2 separate regions of the Mus musculus genome follow, and region 1 is linked to region 2. A link is a contact called in public promoter capture Hi-C data. All regions are on one chromosome and are shown on one strand. The core of a region is the stretch at or near the end of the contact, and the rest is flanking DNA. Distances in the headings are between cores, read along the strand shown.

Region 1 (5,126 bases), core at 1,112-3,611, 2.1 Mb after region 2:
GCATGGTTACCCACCGAGCCAACTCACAAGTTCTGGGAATTCTTTGGTAAGAAATAAAACATTTCTTTCATAATGAAAGAAGTAATAAGTGCGTGTTAGTTACAAGAATGCACTGTCATGCCGGGCGTGGTGGTGCACGCCTTTAGTCCCAGCACTTGGGAGGCAGAGGCAGGCGGATTTCTGAGTTCGAGGCCAGCCTGGTCTACAAAGTGAGTTCCAGGACAGCCAGGGCTACTCAGAGAAACCCTGTCTCAAAAACCCAAAAAAAAAAAAAAAAAAAAAAAAGAATGCACTGTCATCACACAGCATTCTGGAAAGATAACAGGTTTATACATTTAAGGGCATACGGCTGGTTTCATGAGGCAGGGTCTCAATATGTCCAGCCTAGTCAGGGCCAGCCTACAGGCTGCATTTGTCTCAGGGTAGCTGTGGATGCAGAACAGTAGATCTTCAAATAACAATATCAGAAGGTTGGGCATTCCTGTTATTCTCTAGGTCTTGATACACTCACCACTTCCTCTGGTGTGCATGACAGAACAGCTCTAACAGGGCTGAGAAACACATTGCCTTTATAAAGCTAAGCTGAAGAATCCCAGGGAAGTGTGCAACAGCACCAGTGAAAAAACACACGTGTCAGGAAGTATTTCCAACGTGCGAAACACCAAATGCAGAGCACCTGAGATCCCAAGTGTAGTCAGCCTGCCTAGCATAACACACCAGGAATGGTTTAGCCTCTATGAGGAGGCATCCCTGGCGAGGAGGGTTCCCTAGTAACAACTCAAGGAACTGCAAAGAAGCATTGCACATTGTCACAAACCACAGTAAATAATCATTATCATAGTAGTCTCAAATCCCAATTAATTGACAATGGGCATTCCATCTGTGCAATTACAGCAACCCTGAACATGTCCTGGGGACTACCAGATCACCCAGAGGCCTCTCCATCCTGTAAGCGCCCTCATAAGAGGCCAGAGTCCGAAGCACTTCTCTTTTCAGAAGCTGAAGCCTTCCCAATTTTCCATGTAAGACACAAGTGGATTCTGGGAAAGGCAATGGTTAACGTTTAGCGTGTACTAAGTAATCCACTTGGTTCTCAGTATGAGAAAGCTTGAGTTGTAATAATGGAAGGGGAAGTTCTAAAGGAGAAACGAGTAAAGAATATCCTGAAGGGAGAAGTGTGGGAAAGATACTGACATCTACCAGGTCTGACTGAATGTAGACCTGAGCTCTCACCAATGACCAACACTGCACACCACACGATGCAAGCCAAAATTTAATACGAACAGAACACTCACAAGGGCTTTAAAATACACGGGTACCCTATTGGGTCCAAACAGCTTACCAATGGCCAAACTGCAGACGTGTATTTTTAAAAGGTCAAATCAATGACGAGTCATTGTTGTATGAAATTACTTTTCCTAAAGTATTATTAAATTCACTAGCTTCACTTTAACTCTCCAGACTCCCTTGTTTCCACTCTTCCCAGAGAGTTTGGCTTGCTTTGATTTGTTGTTGTTGTTGTTTGGTTTGTTTGTTTTGTTTATGAGACAGGGTCTCACTCTGTTGCCCTGACTGGCGTGGCTCTCTCCACCACCTTAAAACGAAAAATCAAAACAATTTAAAACAACAACAACAAAACCAACCCCCCACCAAAAACAACAACAACAACAACCAGGCACCGAAACTTTAGCAACAACAAACAAAAGTGAAAGTCTCTACCAACTTTTCACTGACAAGTCTCAAAAGTTGACTCTCAAGGGCTGTAGGGGAAACTTTTCCTCCCCAGTGTTGCCTGGGAAGTAAATCCGCACCACTAAGAACAGACTTTGTTGGCCACCAGCAGGGGAGCTCTTCAGCTTTTGTCCCCAATCCATTCAAACAAAAGAAGTTCGGTCTGGGGCTTCCCAACCAGGGTCCCGCACCCCATGGGGTCTTGCACACTTGGGGGCCCGTCACTCACTTCTCAGCGCCCCGATGAGCAGAGAGCCATCCTTCAGCAGCTCTTTGATGAACTTGTTGGTTCTCTCCAGCTCGATCTCGTGACACTGCAATCGCTCCCTAAAATCCGGGCTGTCCAAATACGAATCGCTGAACTCCAGAGTGGGCAGCCCCATGGCCCAGGCGCGGCGGCCGCTAGCTGCGGCGGGTGCGGGGACACTGCGAACGCGGGGGAGCGCTGGGGAGAGCGGAGGACTGGGCCCCGCGCGCCGGGCTCAGTGCAGCTGCCCCGAGGCCGGGCGGAGGCTCCGGGCGCTGTCACCGGCTCGCATCGTCGCTCGCTCGCACCGTGGGGGTGGCGAGGCTACAAGCTGTAGCGCAGAGGAGTCTTCTGACAGCGTCACTCGCTGACCCTGGGGACAGTGGCGCGCGCTTAGCTGGCGGCGCCTCACGGCGACTCGGGCCCGTAGGGAAACCCGCCCCCTGTGCGGAGCGCACGCGGGCCGGCCTGCAGCTCCCGGGCAGACCCTCCTCCACCCTCCCCGCCCCTCGCTGTCCCCGCCCGGTCCCCGCCCGGTCCCTGCGGTGCGCACTTTGCTCCCCGCACCCAGCACTGCTGTGTTGTAGCCTCACCCGATTCCTACCCGTCCCCGTCTGGGCCCACTGAGAGCGCCAGGCCCTGTGCGCCCCAAACCATCTCCAACCCCCAGCGTCCCCCTCAGGAACAGTCTGACTCCCACGTTAACCCCTGCGGGAACTACCACTTCCCAGCCGGTTCAAGTTTCACTTCAGGGTCCTGCCCATAAGTCCAAAATAGAAAGGATGTCCCGCCTGACTCCCAACCCCGCTGCATTGACCCATCAGTGAGGTGTGTTGGGTGTTATCCCTCAGTCTGTAAGAAAGGGGAATTGATTTTATTAACTCATTTCACATGTTATATACCCCTGTTTTAGTGTCTCTAATTGACACCTGGGTGGGTGGACCTACAAGTTCAGAGACTTTCATCGACTTGACCTGATCAAGCATTTCAAAGGAATCATTAATTCCTTTGGTGGTGGTGGTAGGTAATACCTGCATTCAACTGGCTGAAGCAGGAGAATTGCCAAGAGTTCAAGGCCAACATGGACTACACAGAGAAACACTGTCTCTGAGATGAATATATATATATGAATTCCTGCAAAGAGTCAATTAGCAGAGGTTGACCTAATAAATGTGCGTTCTGTTGAAACCCTGACAACAAAATAACCTACTATTTTATGTCATCCTGCACTCACCTGTAGCTTTTTTGAGAACTCCGTTACTTTTCTTAAGGATCTGTTTTTAATTTCTACATTTCCACTGCTTTGTATATTTGAACCATCTGTTTTTAAAAAAGAAAGGAAGGAAGGAAAAAAGAAACTTGTACAAATCATGGGAAAATCCACTGAAGTGCTTTACATTTTTTCCCAATTAAATTTCAGGAACCTTTAGCTGCAATTTTTTTCAGCCATACAATAACATTAAAAGTAGCATGTAAACAGCCAGGAATGGTGGTGCATGCCTTTAATCCCAGCACTCGGAAGGCAGAGGCAGGTGGATTTCTGAGTTCGAGGCCAGCCTGGTCTACAGAGTGAGTTCCAGGACAGCCAGGGCTACCCAGAAAAACCCTGTCTCGAAAAACCAAACAAACAAAACAACAAAACAAAACAAAAAGCAAAAATAGCATGTAAACTTTAAAACAGACAAAACCATGTAAACAGTATGCTTGATGACTTTTTTTAAATTCTCATTTTAAAAGCTTACATCCATATTTTTAGTACGAGTCTGCACACTTTAGAAATGTGTGATGACAGTTCTATACATTTTCTTTTTGTGATATTTATTTCTAGGGATGGGAACACACATCTGAACAGTGGAAGTCAAGGGACACTCGGCTGTAACTGGTTCCTTCCACAAGGGATAAACCAGGGATTGAACTCAGATTCTCTGGCCTAGCAGCAATCACTTTTGTCAGCTGAGCCGTCTTGCCAGCCCTCATCTTAGCTATTTTAATTTCTGAGTGTGGAGCTTGTCTGTCAGTTTCATAGATGCCTCATTTGGAAGTACAAGGGAAGGCAATAATACTGTTCATCAACTATGAAGGGGCTATAGTGAGCTAGTTGTCTTTCAAGTACTGTGATTTAACCATTTGTCACACAAACTGAAGGACAGAAAACCAGCAATGGTTAACAAATGGTATACTCACAACTTTTTTATGTAGCTGCTGTTCTAAGCACCTAAATGTTATGATCCAGTTTGAAACATTATAAAGCAAGAAAATGGCTTCTGTCTCATAACTGCCTTATAACCAATTCTGTGGATTGCTTTGATAAGCAGCTTTTAGTTGTTGGTGAGGTTTCTGCGGGAGTCTTATAGGCAGCTGTAGTCTAGATTCTAATACCTGGGTTATCATTCCCTCAAGCATAGAGGTAATCGTGTTTTAAGCTGACTATCTACACCACTGGGACCCAGGTAACATGATTTATATGAGAAGGCAGAAATATTGGAGCATCCTGCATGACCCTGAGCGCTTCTCAGGAAAGAAAATCCAGAAAATGACCAAGTATATTCGTTGCAACGGGTTGGGTATGCAGGAGCTGGGCAGGGGTGCCTACCGACCCAGGGGCTTCCACTGAAGCCCATCTGAGCAGTGATGTAAGACAGCACTGTGTGTCTACCCTTCACCCAATAGGATCGAACTGCAGTGTATTATTATGAGTGGACACTTTCCTGCACTGCTCTGTTACTGGTGACTCAGTCTGTGATTCATGCTTTAATCATACTTGTTAGTCTAGCCTTCTCCCATGCCACATTAACCCAGCTATCTGAAACATTAGAAATGGCTCAGCTTTTAAACAGATTTACTAAAAGTTTTGAACAATAATAAATGAACCAGATTCCATGCAAATGGCGGTGTTCAAAGGGTAAGCTCTCCAAATCGGCAAGTGTAAAGTCTCATCTGAAATTTCACTGCACCGAAATGGAGCCTTTCCAGAGACTTCCACTTGTGCAGTACGTGGCATTGTTGGCTGCACAGATATTACAGGCTGAACACACCCTCTGGCACTGACCTGGATATTGGCACAGTGAAATGTCTCTGTTTTCTTCATAGAGCAGTGAGGAGTGGAGCTGTGTGCTTGGATTCAAGAGTGATAGGTAGTTGAGGCGTG
Region 2 (5,146 bases), core at 2,104-4,603:
AATAGTATCAAATAAAATATAAATTTCCTATTATCTTCACATGAATTATAAGATACATAGTCTATTATCTTCACAGGGTACACAGCCAGTCATCTTCATTATTCCCATATTCTGTTGGAAGGCAGTAAGACCTGAGATATCTGAAGACCTGTTCCAAGGTGAAGTCAAAGCCGTGCTTTGCCCACTGGTTTCCTTTCTTGTGTTGTAAACTATGCCCCTTCTGTGCTTTGCTTGGCACCACAGTTTTTCCATGCTTACACTTTAAACTGATCTTAAAGCACAGTGCCAAGAATACAAGCACAAGACAGCTTGATGTTCTTCACAGAGAAAGTGCTGGTTGGGTGAGTTGCATTCAAGGCACCTGTTATATGACAATCACTGTATTTTCAATTTCTATAAACTATCCAGTGCTAAAAAGAACATTTTCTTCTCCAAACCCAGAAAATCTATTCATTCTTTAAAAGGTTATATTCATAGAAGATCCAGAAACACAGAAAAAAAAAAATCTGCAAAGAAATACAGCTATTTGCTAATGTATTAATGAAATGATCACTTTAAGTATAAAGTATCACTTTGAGCTCACTAAAGATGGTGTCCTAGTTAAGACACTACTTCACTACTGCTGTAATGAAACACCATAACCAAAAAAACTTGGGAATGAAAGGGTTTCTTTGGTTCATTAAGAAGTCATGATAGGAACTAGAACAGGGCAGGAGCTGAAGCAGAGGCCATGGAGGAGTGTTGCTTTACTGGCCTACTCCTCATGGCTGTTCAACCTGCTTCCTTAAAGAACCCAAGACCTCAGGGATGGCACCATCAATGATGGGCTGGGACCTTCCCCTCCCCCATCATTTACTAATTAAAATGGCTTGCCTAAAGCCTAATCTTATGGAGGCATTTTCTCAATTGAGGGTCCCTCCTCTTGAATTGATTACATTATAAAATTATTTTGAGAACCACAAATATGGATCCAACACACACACACACACACAGACACTGGGCTCTGGAAATAAACTACCATCTATTGCCATATACCTCTAGTATCGTCTTCCTTAAGTTTCAGCTTGGGTAAGTTAGTATCTGATTTTCGTAGGACTATACCCAATCCAGCTTCTAGTTCACTCAAAAGATTCTGAAGTTTAGGATCAAAGTTTCTGCTCCATTCCTGGTCCTAAATAAAAGACAGACAAGAGCAGCCATTGGTCCAAGCACTGCCAGTCAAGCTTGCTTTAAAAGCAGTCTAGAAACTAAGTCCACACATCTCTACTTCATTGAAAGTCTGCTTCAACTTTCATTTCAACAGTTAAAATTTTCTAAAAGTTATTTAGTACAGCTATTTAAGTTGATATAAGTTGTATTTCGTAACTTTATCCATTATTCAACAAAGCTTAAAGTAACAGAAGTTTGACACAATCATCAACACCATAAATTTTTTCAATAAATGAACTAAAATGGATTAAAGAGTAAATACAATAATACGTATATCTGTTTCCTTATCGACCAAATACCCATATAAATCCACAAGCACCGCACCCACCTTCAGCAACATGGGTGCAAACACCTGTCGTACTGCTTGGTAAAGGGAGTTGATAGGTGATTCCAGCATAGAAGAAACCAGAATGTTGTTATGCAGATTGCCATCTGTAATTACTTCTGGTCGGAGCTTGAAAAACACCAGCACTTTGTCTTTTGCGTCATCAAAATCAATCTAAAGTGATAAACAAAAGATGCTATGTCTTCTTCATAAAACTAAGAATTTGAAAGAAAGAGATGTTATATTTGACATGCTGTCGAATCACTACCTGCTTGGATGAAAATAGTTAAAGGCAATATATTCAAACCATCCACTTCTGATTCTCAGTGACTGCCTGGCTAAAAACTAATTCCTGCTTAATATATGATTATCATAAAGCTACACTAGTAAATATTTGTGGGCATAAAACCCTATGTATTGCTGACACTCCCAGCTAACTTTCCTACTGAATCCGACTCAGTAATCCTGCAGATTAAGACTGAAGCCCCCTCATACATGTGTACTTCCCTACTGCCCCAAAGTGTGTATGCATGTATAGACATACATACATACATACATACATACCTTGTCACCTACAGGGGGGCATTTTAAATTTTTTAAAGGTGCCTTTAAATTTGCACATGCATTTAAAACTGCCAAAATGAATGAGTCTATCTCCTAAGATTATCTTTACTGTAGCCAAAATTGTAGAGTTTGAACATCAACTTAGTATTAGAAATGGTACACAAGCTGGGTTTGCTGTGCATGGCTGTTTTCTCAGCACTGGGGAGGATCAGACCAAAGGATGACATGGTCAATAACAATCTGGACTAGGAAGCTAGACTGTATCAAACGTAAATAAATAACCAAAAGGTGAAATAAACTGACTTCACGGGAATGTACTAAATCAATACTAAAGATGTCAATTTATAGTAATCAATTTATTAACCAAAAAGTATAACGCTCAACAGATTTTTTTCCTTTTTCCTTTTTCCAGAAAGCCAATAAATTAAAGACTTATAAACCTTACTCTCTTTAGAGACGTTTTATGGCACTTTTATCCTAATTTTTAAAATAATTTGTCACAGGAAAGAGGCAGACATTTTACTGTAAAATTGTCATCTTTGACGAGGATGAAAATTATGTGAAATTCAAGGACTAGCGTTTATCAAGTTTGAAAACATAAGTACACTCAGTTATGTAACATATTAGTTGTGTTCACACTACACTGGCCACGCTCCAGTTCAAAGGAAGCTGAGAATACAGATGTCTTAAACAGTTATGCAGTCAAATTGCTAAAGGCTCAGAATTGGGAGGCCAGCCTGGAAGAACCAGGCTGTCTGAAAAGAAAGAGCTGAGGTGCCTACGGCTCGTTCCTATTTGGATGTGTGGACAGGGAAACTCCTACTATACGAAGGCAGGAACAACTTGAGCCCCAGGGCTCCTGGGCAAGGCTTGCCTAGCATGAGGACCTGGGACCTGAGGGAAGGGAGCCGAGGCCCGACCTGGGCACGAGGGACAGGGGAGGCCGCGCCATCGCCTTACCGTGTTGGAAAAGGCCAGCCCAGCTTCGGACCGCTGCACCCGAAGTAGCATCTGGTTCCCGTCGTCCAAGAAGTTGTTCACCTCCGGGCAGTTGCTCAACGGAGGCTGATCCCAGAGCTCCGGTCTCAGCCCGAAGTAATTCTGGGTGGTCGTAAAAAGAAAGAGTTTGCGGACATCTCCGAGGCTTCCCGCCATGGCCGCGGAGACAGAAAGGGACCTGGAGAGGTTCAGTGCCTTCACCACTACACTCAGCAGTTGCCAAGCTCCGTCGCTATGGCGACCGCTTCACGCCTACTGAGCGCGCACCGGAAGTAGGACATCTGAGGCCTGCAAGGTAGGCTGAGGATTCCTGCACTCATCGATTGGATGTGCTGCGAGCTCCTTCTATCCCTACATCTTCCATTCTGATGCTGAGCTCTCCTGTTTCCACTTCTCGTGCAAACCACAATCAAGTATCAGGGTCGACATCTGTGAAATGGGGAGTTAGGAGTTTACAACAAAGTTGCAGTAAGCCTTTAAAAGAGATTATTACTATTTAAAAATCACCATTTATCCAAGCATGATGGTCTACGACGGTAGCCAGAGTATCCAGGATGCTGAAACATTAGAATCCTGAGAGTTAGAGGGCAGCCTTGGGTACATAAGGACACCCAGTGTCACAGTCAGTGGAGCTGGAGAGGTACATCAGCGATTAAGAGCACTTTTTGCTCTTTTTAGTTCCCCGCATACATGAGGTGTCTAAGCTTTCCTATCCCCACTTAGGGGAGGGGATGACGCTCCGCCCTCTTCTGAACTTTGCCCATACATACAAGCAGGCAAAACACATACACATAAAATAAATACATATAAAGTAAATAAATCAAAACAAGGAAGCAAACAACTTGTTAGAAAGTTCTGTATTTCTTTATTCTTTCAAGCTATCTGCTCCTTCCAGGGTCGCTTAACTTACTACCGTTGGGTTTGTCTTTGTTGGTTTTAGTAATTTTAGTAAAACTTTAAGTCATATGTTACTATTTGTCAGGTGTTTCTAGGTTCTTGGTCTTTTATCCAAAGAAGTTAAAATAAGGATGCCCAAAGAAAGGTCCACAAAGCAGCCAAGTAAGAGACTGATAACACTGTTAAGACTGCCGATTGGGCCACAACTCTGATCACACACAGAGATCGTTCTTTAGGGCTTCTCTGTATGGGGTTTAGTAGAAGAACTTTGTTTATTAAGGTTCATGTTTTGGCTTCATTTCTATTTTTGATTAATATATTCAGGCATCGTTATTTTCCAAGGCATGTCCCTTCCCACAAGGCATCAAATTCTAATCATATGCATGCCCAATGGCATAGGCATAGGAATGTAAATAGGAGATTGTTCCTAGACATTAACAGAGCATACCAAAGCCAGTTCAGGCTAGTTAGGCCCTCTATTCTTTGTACCTGGATATATTGGGAGTCTATTTGAATGGAAACTGCCTGTATGATATTTTAGAAGTGCACAAGTTTACCTTTATCCAGAGAGCAGTGTATGTGTAGCCAGATGCAGGATTGAGGTTGCTAGAAGCATTATAGACTGGGGAGTGTGCATGCAGGTAAAGGAGATGAGCTGTCAAGTTTGTTATTGGGGGGATAAGGGATGAAGATTTATAATGCAATCCAAATGCAGGGATGCTAAACTATTACTTGTGGTTGTCTGCCACAATTACCCTACCACAGTAATGTTTTAATGACTTATTTATAATATTTCATGTGCATTGGTATTTTGCCAGATCCCCTAAAACTGTAATTATGGACATGTGTGAGATGTCATGTGGGTGCTGGGAATCGAATCTGGGTTGTCTGGAAAAGCAGCCAGTGGTCTTAACTGCTGAGTCATCTCTCCAGCCTCTGCAAATTTCTAAATAGCCAAAATAAACAAAATGATGGATTAGTTTAATACTAACTAGAGACACTGAGAAAAATCACAGATGAGGACAAGAGGCTTCATCATTTGCCTCATTGGAAACTACTAAACTGATCGTTACTCCCAAAATCCATCAGACTCAACTCCGTCTCTTGCAATCACTTCCCGCTGAGTGCGCACCCAAAGTAGGATTTCTGGAG

The links. Promoter capture Hi-C pulls out the DNA fragments that hold promoters and counts their contacts.
Region 1: a promoter capture Hi-C map of the C10 cell line shows a contact between it and region 2, with 5 times the contacts expected there. The contact joins the promoter of Arhgap42 here to the promoter of Dync2h1 in region 2. A contact is called at or near these places in 2 of 39 promoter capture datasets (the C10 cell line and cranial neural crest).

The regions. Positions count from the first base shown.
Region 1 is chr9:9,236,666-9,241,791 of GRCm38.p6, forward strand. It overlaps Arhgap42 (Rho GTPase activating protein 42), which reads right to left and starts at 2,362. Exons shown (of 24, transcript NM_001372563.1): 1 at 1,961-2,362. The coding sequence starts at 2,114. It overlaps Gm16833 (predicted gene, 16833), which reads left to right. Exons shown (of 4, transcript NR_045754.1): 2 at 1-46.
Region 2 is chr9:7,173,705-7,178,850 of GRCm38.p6, forward strand. Dync2h1 (dynein cytoplasmic 2 heavy chain 1) reads right to left here and starts at 3,354. Exons shown (of 89, transcript NM_029851.3): 1 at 3,059-3,354; 2 at 1,538-1,708; 3 at 1,036-1,171. The coding sequence starts at 3,253. It also overlaps a transcript of Dcun1d5 not described here.